Linked DNA regions of Rattus norvegicus: region 1 is linked to region 2. Evidence: chromatin contacts called from public Hi-C data. All regions are on one chromosome and are shown on one strand. Each heading gives the region's core, a stretch centred on a gene start, on an enhancer-like site or on the middle of the called end of the contact. The rest is flanking DNA. Distances are from core to core; before and after follow the strand shown.

What was found. Hi-C and Micro-C count contacts between places; a contact is called where the count stands out from the background.
Region 1: a Hi-C map of frontal cortex shows a contact between it and region 2, with 2.7 times the contacts expected there. The contact joins two enhancer-like sites. A contact is called at or near these places in 2 of 12 Hi-C or Micro-C datasets (frontal cortex and prefrontal cortex).

What each region holds. Positions count from the first base shown.
Region 1 is chr1:165,392,964-165,398,805 of GRCr8, forward strand. It overlaps LOC120099897 (a long non-coding RNA gene), which reads left to right. Exons shown (of 4, transcript XR_005499356.2): 4 at 1-2,138. Among named protein-coding and RNA genes, the nearest start is that of Art2b, 24 kb to the left of the region's middle. Within about 2 kb of position 3,533, at least 15 of the 93 cell types and tissues checked have an H3K27ac peak or open chromatin away from gene starts, as enhancers often do.
Region 2 is chr1:165,226,839-165,232,075 of GRCr8, forward strand. No RefSeq gene overlaps it. Among named protein-coding and RNA genes, the nearest start is that of Pde2a, 37 kb to the right of the region's middle. Within about 2 kb of position 3,418, at least 15 of the 93 cell types and tissues checked have an H3K27ac peak or open chromatin away from gene starts, as enhancers often do.

The DNA.
Region 1 (5,842 bases), core at 2,283-4,782, 170 kb after region 2:
ATTTTATCACATTGAAATAATCTTACTTCCCTTAAATCTATTTAACCCCACACACACATTTATTTCAAATATCTCCTTTCTGTGTATAGAAGGCACAAGTGCTCACAGCTAAGTCCTGGAGAAACCAGGAGTGCTAACCACACAGGCTTGCCTCCTCAGTGGAGGAAGTGAATACCTGTGTTCTGCCCAGAAGGCTGGGAGTGGATGTTGTTAATTACCTGGTGACCTTGGCTATCTGTAGGGCCAGTCCTCACCCAAATCCTCCAGAATCTCAGTCTCTCCCTCCTTAGACCTTTATCTTTAGCTTTGTTTCTCAAGCAGTAGAACCCGTCCTTAGGGGAAATGTCACAAGTGCTGTACAGCCTGCTGACCGCTGTGCTATCTTGATCAGAGACCATTCCAGATCCTAGGCCTTTAAGATATAGAACCATTTTTATGGTACAAATCTCATGTGCTTTGTAGATGTAGTCACACTTTAAGCTTTATTGTGCACATGGGATTGGGATAATTGTCACCAGGAATATGTCAGACTCCAGAAGTTTGAACCAGCTGGGGCAGTGATGGCACACACCCTTAATCCCAGCACTCAGAAGGCAGAGGCAGATGGTCTCTGTGAGTCTGAGGCCAGCCTGGTCTACAGAGTGAGTTCCAGGACAGATAAAACTACACAAACAAAGAAGAAGAAGGAGGAGGAGGAGGAGGAGGAGGAGGAGGAGGAAGAGGAAGAGGAAGAGGAAGAGGAAGAGGAGAAGAAGAAGAAGAAGAAGAAGAAGAAGAAGAAGAAGAAGAAGAAGAAGAAGAAGAAGAAGAAGAAGAAGAAGAAGAAGAAGAAGAAGAAGAAGAAAGAGGAAGGAGTTTGAACCAGGGTTTGCTTGCCCAACTAAGTCATGCTGAACTGGTTTCCTTGCAGGTGACAGATATTCTCCACCGAAGAAATGAGCCAGTTCAAGCCGAATTAAAGTATAAAGGAAGGATTATTGGGGGCAGCTCTCAGGCAGGTTCATGGACCTCACAGGAGAGGGATCAATGAAGTCACCATGCAGACAGGAAGACAGAAAAGTGAGGGCGAGGGAGCGGAGAGGGGGGCATAAAAATGCCTGGATTATATAGTGGAGATCCTCTAGGTGAGAGAAAGTCTGGACTCTGGGCTAGAAAGTTCAGCACAGAGAGCAAGGGATGCTGGGAGAATCTGGAGGCTAAGTCAGCTTTGTTAGGTTAAATGGGCACCTCAGCCTCCTGCCCTGGGTCTGAATTCCAACAGCAGGGAGCCCCACATTATGCATTTAGGATCAAGTCAGACAGTAGTGCAAGCTTTTCTGTAACTATCAGATGTAATTTAGAAAACTCCAGAGAAGACAGATCTAATCATAGTAGCTCCCCTACAATCCCAGCTCTTTAAGAAGCCGAGGAAAGAGTATCAGGGAGGGTTCAAAGTCAGAACGGCTACATAGTGAGCTCAAAGATAGCCTGGGCTACAAAGAAAAATTTTGTTTCAAAACACAAAACAAAACAAACATATTTGTATTTTCCCTTATTTATTGTCTATCCATTTTCCTACAAATGACATAATTTCATTCTTCTCTATTCTTTGCCAGATAATTATAGAATTGATATAATTTTGCTGGTGGCATCTATAAATTAGTGTGTGTGTGAGTGGGTCTGTATGTGTGTGTGAGAGAGAGACTATCTGTGTGTCCCCGTTATATGTATATGAGTGTGTGTAAAATTTGCTGTGCTCTTAAAAGAAACGTAAGTTGGTTATATTCCTGTTAAAAGTTTGTTTGGGTTCTAATTGTCTTTTACTTTGAAACTGTATGTCTGCTGCTGGCCTGTGCACAAACTAGTTGTGGCTGGCTAGATACAATCACTTGGCCTGTAATACAACTTAAATCATTTTGGCTGGCAATATTCAGGTGTGCTTAGCTATGACATAGTCATTTGGATTGTAATATTTTACTGCATAGACATGGGAAAGGAGAATCACTGATGACAAGGAAGTAAGGGGGACTTAAAATGAACTTTCATAAGTACTGGTTGAGATTCTTGGATAATGATTAAGGGAAATCTGAAACTGTTTGAATGTTCTGAAATTCTGTGTAATAAAGATGGCTTGAGCTACTCCGGTCCGCTTGCTCGAATGACAAGTGGTCAGAGTCCTTTCTTTCACTGACTCCACATCTCAGTTCTGGGTTACTGAACTCACTGGACAAGGACTCAAGCATGTGTGCTTAGAAGTCTGAACTCAGATTCTGAGCTCAGTGGGTGGCAAACACTACCCACTAAGCTATCTCCCCAGCTCCTGTAGAGGCTGTCCTTTTGAAGTTCAGTTTGGGGTTTCCCTGGTTCTCGGTTGATCCTGCAGACCAAATGCTTGACTCCCCTTAAGTCCATCTGTTAACTCCCAACTGCCCAATGTGAGGTCATTTGAAATTGGAGTGTTAGAGAGGTTAGATGAGGCTGTAAGGGCAGGGCTGTGCTCTGCTGAGAAGAATACTCTCGGAAGGAGAGGCAGCTATTATGCACACTGGGCTATCTTTCACTCAGGATGCTGAGGCAGAAGGATCCCAACTTTGAAGCCGGCCTGGGCTACATAGGAAGACCCCTGTATTGAGAGACAGAGGAGGCCCTGAGTGAGTGTAGTTCTGATGTGGGCAGGGTAAGACCATTTCCCCTTAATGGCCAGGCTAAAGAAGGATGTCAGACCCCTCCTTGGGGGTTTCAGAGTGGATTGACCAGTGTGTACAAAAACTGGCACCCGTGGCTTCCTCTTCCAGTATGTCTATAGTCTGAGATTGCTCATCTATGAAGACCTCCTACCTGGACTGGCTAGTCCTGCCCTCTGTGCTGTGCATAAGAATCCACACTGAGGTTCCAGGTTGGGGTTCCAGGTTGCTGGATGTGGTAGGTGCAGACTCATCGCTGCCCAGACCCGCACTGGACCCCAGCTTTCCTACATGTGTGTCTGTCCTTTCTCTATTCCTTCGCCACCCCTAGTCAAGGTTCCAGGATCCTCAATGCTCATGGCAGACCATAGAAAAAGGAAGTCTCTTTCACAGGCTTGCCTGTAATGGAAGATGCAGCAGGAAACAGGCATCTGCATGCCGAAACAGAGAGGTGCGCGGGGAACCAGAGTGCCTTTGCCCTGGAAGTGTTACAGCCTCCATGGCTGGGACATAAATTCTGGTGTTTGTGGCCCCCAGACCAGGGGGTATTGGTGAATAAAAACCTGAACAGGCAAGCGCGGCATGATAGGAAAAGCAGGCTAAATCTTGGGCGTTTGTGTGCTGAGACTCTGGGTCTTACTTAAACCTGTTCTAGCAGCATAAGGGGCTACACGCTCCACTTCATTATTGCCAAGTGTGGGTGGGACAAGTTCTCCACCAGCCCCCAACCACCAGGTTCCATCTGTACAAGAGGAGGAGGGCTCCCTGGGACTGCCTTGTGGGAACTGAAAGGCCAGGCTCCCTGCACGGTCTCTGCAGTACTGGGGATCTTATTAAGGCTCAGCAGGGATGAGAGTCCCAGCTCCCTACTCAGCTTTCCCCGATGTTCCCACAGCAGGGAGTTCAGTGCCTCGCTGCAGACGAGGGTGGGATCTGCAATCCCACTCAGCGTTTGCCGGCATATGGGTGATGAAGTCACAGATTCTTTTTTCTTGGATGCTTGGCTAAAATACAGCAAGTTTCACTTTGCACTAAGTCTTTTAAGATTCTTCTGGATATATATAAATATATATATACATGTATATATTCATTATTCCTCACTGATGATTGACAGTCCTGCGTCATAAGTACGCCCCAGAGGCCTGGTCTCTAGGCAGCACCATGGGAGGCAGTAGACCTCTAAGAAGTGGAGCTTATGGGAGGGAGGATTTATACCCTTCAAGGGAATAATGGAACCTGGGCCCTTCTCTTTCTTTTTAGTTTTCTGGGCATGAGGTGAGCAGTTTTGTTTTTGCCACAGGCTCCTACCATGGTGTCATCAGCCCAAAGCCACTAGTCAACCAATCAGCCACAGCCTGAAATCTCTGAAACTTTGAACTCCAATAAACCGAGAGAGGAGGGAGAGAGAGAGAGAGAGAGAGAGAGAGAGAGAGAGAGAGAGAGAGAGAGAGAGAGAATACTTTACTCCAACCCATATATACAGCCAAACCCTTTTTGCTTTATAAGTTACCTACCTTGGGTATTTGTTACAGCGATAGAAAGCTTAATCTATGTGAGCTACTAGCATGCTATATGTATATTAATGCTGATGTACCTTTCTGAGATGACACTGCCAGCACATACTCTACAAATATATACGCCCCCGTCTGTGGCCTCTCTTTTGCTCTGTTAATGGTGTCTTTTGATGTACAGAGGTTCTTAACGTTCAAGAAGCTCAGCTTGCCACGTTCTTCTTAGTAAATCTGTTCCATCCATGTTCTCCAAGAAGCTCAGCTACCTCATTTCAGCTCCACACTGAAGACGGTGGCCCTCTCCGAATTAACTTTCGACGACTGTGTAAGTGGGGTCAGGGTTCCTTTTCCAACACAGTTATCTCATCGACCTGATTTTTTAAATAGCCCTGACAGAGTGGAGTGTACTCTGTCATAAATCCCACTCATAAATAACGTGTGGATCTGTTGCTGGGCTCTTTATCCTATTTTTAGGTCTCTTTGTTCTTTGGTGGTGGCGGTGGTGTTCCCAAAACAGCAATAAAAATCTCTATAGAGGAGACACTGATAAGGTCCACCCACCTTCTCTCTCTGGGGTGACCACAAGGCCTCTGGGGAGGTATTTATCTCCCCTTCCATGTATTAGCGGGCATAAATGCTCACACGGTCTGTGTTTAACAAAGAAGGTTTTGGTGATGTGGAGAAAAGTTTGCTTGTAGAGTGGAGGAAGTCAAATATAAAGGTATGCAGCGGAATCATCAGGCTCTGCGTAGGCAGCACCGCGAACAGCGGCTCTGAGTGTGTAGATTGGTTAACTCATTTAATCCTCACAGTAGCCTTAAAGGGTGGAGTAATTTTGCTTCTAGTTTACAGATGGTAAACTTGCCCAAGGGCACAGTAATATACAGTACCTATAGAGATCAAATCCAGGCAATCCAGTTCAGAGTTCATGCTGGTAATTAAAAAACAAACAAACAAAAACATGCTTGAACCCTATTGGTTGTCTCTGTGATTGTTTCTTGTGTGAACTTACTTCCTCTTCTCTTCCTCCCAGCCTTCCAGCCTCTCAGACTCACTCCCCACTTCCTCTCACCCTGCAGCACTCAGCACAGATCCATCAAGACTTCTGGAATGGGTTGTTCATCAGCTGTTCCCTTCCGTGTCCCTTACTGTGGGCTCCATGCAAACAAGGTCTTGTCTGTCTGTTCACCTTCAGATGCCCAGAGTGATTTCTGCCACACAGCTGGTGCATGCAAGGATGCCGTCAGAGCAGACTGTCAGGGAGACACATCAGAAGACAGGATGTGTTCCAGTATGAGACAGAAGAAGATGCTAGAATCTGATACATATCCCTCGAGTTTATACATGAACTTGGCCAGCTCTGTAAGCTTGGACTATAATGTTATATTCTGAGATCTTTTCTTTAGTTTTGGGTTAAACATAATACCTCGCATCTACAAGGCTGTCTGGCATACATTAGATATTCAACAGTGATATGACCTTCTTGAGTATTTTTTCAATAATTAGGTAATTTTTAATATTTATTGATTTATTTATTATTTGTTTGTTTGTTGTAATACTGGGTTATTGAATCCAGGGCCTTATGCATGGTAGGCAAGTATTTTACCACTGAGCTACATTCCAGCCCTCAAGTTTCTTAATTCTGCTGCACTTCTTAGGTGCTGTTCA
Region 2 (5,237 bases), core at 2,168-4,667:
TGATCCCCCTCAATGGGAACCTGGATGCTGTGGGGCCTTGAACACATGGACGTGTGTCCCTTGCCTCATTTCTCAGGAAGGGGTGGGGTGTTTGCCAGGACACCGCACAGAATCCTTGAGCCTGTTGTACAAGCTGGCCTAAAGTCTCCATCACTTCAGAGAGCTGCTCCAAGCCAAATCACCATGTCCTCTAGGCAGGGCATGGCTCGAGTGCTTATGTGCCCAAGATCTGCTTAGAATTCCTCCCTGACTTTGATCTACTGTCCACCAACCCCAGAGACCAAGGAAGAAGGTGCAACTGGAGGTGCCCTCTGCTGGGCTGGCACTGTCATTACCTTGGTTTAGGAATGGGGCTGCATTTGGCCACTAGGGAGCAGTCATGGACCACTCATAGTTGCTAATTTTGAGCCGGGTCTGTGTAACGCCTCCTAACCCTCCCTACTCTCCAACCCATCTTCCCTCCCACCCCCCACCCTCCCCAAGTGATGTTCCTGGCTCTGGCCTTGTTCCGCTGCCAGCTGGACCACACAGCCCTGCCTCTGGCCAGGGACTAGTGATGTGTGATAAGACAGCACAGTAGAGGTGCTTTGGTTTGGTCTCCTGGGCACATGAGCGGAGCCCTTTGCCCAGTACCTACTGAATGTATACCTAAGCCCGAACCTCTGCTCTCTGCTTTCCCTGGCTGATATTAGAGTCTCCTCAGCTCTTCTCATGCTCTCAGCACTGCTTTCTCTTGTGAGTGTTCCCCGAAAAGAGAACGCTAGCCGGCACTGTCTTCGACACAGTAGAATGAATGCTTTCCCTTGGGGTGAGGTCATATCCCTGCAGGATTGAGACTCAAACTTCTTCAAAGATACCTGTGACTACAGTGTTGAGGGACCAGGACAGAGGGCTCTGCTGTCTCAAGGCTTCCTAAAACTGGAGCCAATGCCAGAAGGGAGGGGTGCACTTGGTACTTGAGGTTGCTTGGGGTGGGAGTAGCCTACAGTTTGTGGGTAGGGAGCCTGAAGGAGGAAGGATTTCCTGGAGGAGGAAGGACTTCCTGGAGGAGTATGGTTGGGGATCGCATGGGATGTTGGGGAGGAGAACAGGGAGGGAACTCTGAGAGAGAAGGCTGAAGTAGGGCACACCCTGGGCACTGAGGGCATTGTAGGTGGAGTGCTGGGGGGAAAGTAGGCAGGGAAGGATACGGGGCAGAAGAGGGCTGGGGTATCTGCCTTTCTGTCCTCTGGCTTCTGTTCAACCCTCCTGGTCTGCATGATATCCAGCAATGAGGACTGAGGAACCCTTGGCTCCAGAGCCCCCGGGCGGGCACACAGGCAGTAGTGAGGCAGGTGAGGGAAGAGCTGGACCTGCCACAACTGTGCTAACCCTGGGGCTGGGGGGGACACGGAACTTCTTCCCTGCCCCCTCGCTCTCATGGCTGCCTGCCCACAGTTCTGTTTTGGAAAGCATGGGTGTAGGCAGATATCCTTTATAGTGCCTTTGACAGTTGCTTAGGTCTCTGATCTGTGTTCTCTCTGTCCTTTGGAGCTGAGCTGCCTCCCAATAGACTCCTGGGAACACTGAGTGAGCAGGTAAGTGTGAAGTGCGAGCAGTGTCCCTTGCTAGTCTTACCAGATATTATCTGCAGGGACATCTTTGTGACATCCAGAAGGAGAGCTCGAGAGGTTCAGCCAGCTCTTATTGAATACTTACTGTGTTCAGGTCTCATTCAGCAAGCACTTGTTGAATACCCACCGTGTGCAGAGCTTTGCTGAACGTGTGGGGCAGATGTAAGTGGTGTGGGGAGAAGGAAACCCTTGAGGAGAGAGGATGCTGATCGAAGAGGGTTCATGAAGAGCTCAAGTCCAGAAGACAGGAGGGTAGAGGATGCTGAGGAGAGGCCTATCCAAGAGAGGGAATGGCCTTGAGCCCAGACAAATGCACGTAGCCTGCAGTAAGGACCTGTTGTAGCTGGAACCTAGCACCCATGCAAACCCAGTGCCTCACATTCTCGGCATCAGACACCCTAGGGCCTCGCCTCCACATCCTGGCTGTCAGGTCTTAGCTATACTGGCTACTCAAGAGACATGACCACATCCCTGTCTAATGGGCACCTTGTCCCTACCAGAAAGCAGCATCTTTTCTACCACTTAGCTACTTAGTGACCTGAATGACCCAGATCCTACTCTGGGACTGTGTGACTGTTTCTGTCTCATTGACACACATGCATGCACAAGCACATGCATGCACGAGTGTGCATGCGCATATGGGCATGTGTGCACATACGGGGGGGGGAGGGAAGGAGGGAGGGAGAGAGACAGAGAGAGGGAGAGCAAGCGAGTGCTGGTCAGAGTCAATCTCCCTGCCTCTCCTGTCAAGGAAATGCCTTTGGATTATTCTTCCCAATGCCCACGTTCTATGAAAACATGGGGAGGATTTGTACTCAGCTAGCCATGAAGAGCTCACTGGCCCTGACCCATCCCCTCTTCTATGCTACTTTCAGCCTGTGGAAATTTCCACACTTTCTCTGCCCTGGTTACAGCTCTTACTGCTGTATTTATCACCCTGGAGACACAGTGACACAGACGCACATAGGCCACATGCACACACTCATGCTCCGCACACACGTGCCTGCACACCTCAGCTTGCACTGCCATAACTCAAGTGCAGGGCACACACACACACACACACACACACACACACACACGCACACGCACGTGGAGGAGGAACACCCACACACAAAGAGCTCTCTAGGAAAATTGTTCTCCCTCCTGCTGCTGCTCCTCCCCCACCTCCTCCTCTGTTCTGTCCGCCCACCACCACCCACGGACCAAAGAGCTGGGCCTAAGGACTGTACCTCCCACCCCTTATCAGCTGGGAGGCACTCTGCCTGGTGACTTGAGTGTGCCCTCCCTCTTGCCATCCCGCCCTCCCTTCCCCCTCTGCCACTCCCCGGCAATCTTGTCTGTCTTCTCTGTATAAGTCCCCTCTTTGTCACTCTTTTGACTCCGAAGTCTTTTGACTTCTCTGCTTTGTCTCCTGGAGGTTCAAGTTGAGGAACTCCAAGGATCCAGGCAGAGGGACAGATGAGGAGGGGGTGCCAGGAACCCGCATCTCCTCAGCCCCTGTCACCTTCAGCCCTTCTCTTGATGAGGGGAGGGCTGTGTGCCTGGCACCATGGAGACCAGCGAGCGTCATGGCAACACAGTCTGGGTGGGCACAGCCTTCCTCCTCCAGGGTTTGTGGGGGTTGCATAGGAGGAGCCCGGTAGGCCTGATGGAGGTGGGCCTTGTGCTGGTGCCCAGTGCTGGTCACCACATCCTCCTGCATCCTGTTCTAGTCCTACCCCTCCTTGGCGCACTGCACTGCAGGCTGCAGGGCTTGAAGGCTCTGATGCTCCCTGGACACTGCAGGGAGGATACTGCAAACACCAACACTGCTCAGGGGCTCGCCCAGGGTCCCATAGCCCCTCCTGTCCTCACTCTTGACTTGGTGATCTGCCACACATGTCAATTTACTCAGGGCAGAGAAGTCAGTTTAATGTAGGTTTGGGCTCCCCGTGAAACCCCCAACCAGCCCCTTGCCTTGCCAGCGAGAATATGGAATACCTGCTGTGCCAAGGCTTCATGTGTTCTCTCACTTCACCCTGGGAGACCCCGAGTGGCCAGGAAGTGGCCTAGCAAGGACAGAACAGACAAGGTACCTGTCCTGCCAGGTGCTCCTTTCTCATTGGTGTCTTCCTCGAGGGAGAGGGCTCTCTGACAGCTTCTGCAGCTTCATCAGGATCTGACCTTAGGGTGTGTAGTTTTGGTGGGTGTGGTGTGGTGGGGTAAACCCTTCCTTAAGTGCCTAGACCTAGGGAAGACTTTGCAGCCCTACAGTGATTCATTTCTGGTCCTGTAAAAGTTGTCTGCCGTAGACTAGAGTGCACAGAGTCCAGGAGGAGACCCCTGCCTTCCAACCCAGGTTTGACTTGTCTCCTGGCCTCTGTGCGGTCACGTTGCAGCTGCCTTCCTCCTGGCTTATGTAATCATTCAAATATAACAGCTGCCTTTATTCCACTGAGTCACACCCCCTCCCTCCCCCCGCAGGTGTGGGGAGTTGCACAGAAGAGGTAGAGCAGGACGGAGTAGGAGGTCGGGGGACTCCGGGAAAGGAGGGTCCTGGTGCTGGATTGAAGGGAGATGAGGACAGCAAAACCTTTCCTAGAAGAGGAACTCGCAGGGATCGCCTCTGCTCTGATCCACCCTAGCAAAATGCTACATCCTCGTCGGGGGAGGGGGTCCAAGTGTTAAGCTGTATCCACAGCCTCCTTTGCTGAGCCCTGTCCTTACTAGAGGAGAGGCAGAGAGTATGAAGAGGAGAGAGTGATTTGGGACACGATGGCCAGGAGTCTCTATTCTGCGGTCCAATTCCACCCTTTACATCCTTTGGTCCTGGGTATATCCCTGGCCTGTTTGCCCATCTGTGTAACAAGGAGTTGGACTTTCTGGCCTTGACCTCTTATGTTCCATGAGATCAGCCTCTAGTAGAGGCACCCAGGGGTCCAGCTACACTCCAGGTTGGCCCCCCTCATCTGCCTTTTCCCAGCTCAGCCTCAGTCTTCCTCTGAGCCACATCTACTTAGCTCTACCCATGGCACTGGGGAGGAAGCAGGGCCACTGGATTCTAGGTTGGAGAACACAGTAGCTTTTGGCTCCCCTCTGACTGGATATCTGTCTCAAAGCTTCTTCCCCAATGGCAATTGGAGATTACTACCCCCACCTAAGGTCACCAGCCTCGCCCCTCATAGGAAGCTGACTGCTCTTCAAACTTGAAACCGACCTGTGTCTCGTCATCTGTGGATTCTGGACTGACAAAGGCACCTTCCTGAGATGTTCCACCCTAAAGCTGTTCTAGAAACCGCAGTGACTTTCCATGCCCTTGTCAAAGCAAAGGCTTTGTTTCTAGTGGTGTGATGAGGTCCCTCCCAATATGACCTGTGCCTGGCACCAAGAGTACATGCCAGGGCTTCCACAATGGCATTGCTCTGGGCATCAGACCTACAAGAGGCAGCTTCCTGGCCACAGGGGGAAAGGCAGTATGAGTTGACTCTGAGCTACCAATTCGTGTCTCCACTGCCCTCATGAGTGCTTGTTACCAAGACCCTGGGTGGGTCCTCACTCTACATCCCTGGCCCCAGACAGAATCATCCAGGGTGTCCCAGTCCCCCATGAAGTCCATGGCCTGACAATTACTCCCCATCCCCAGTA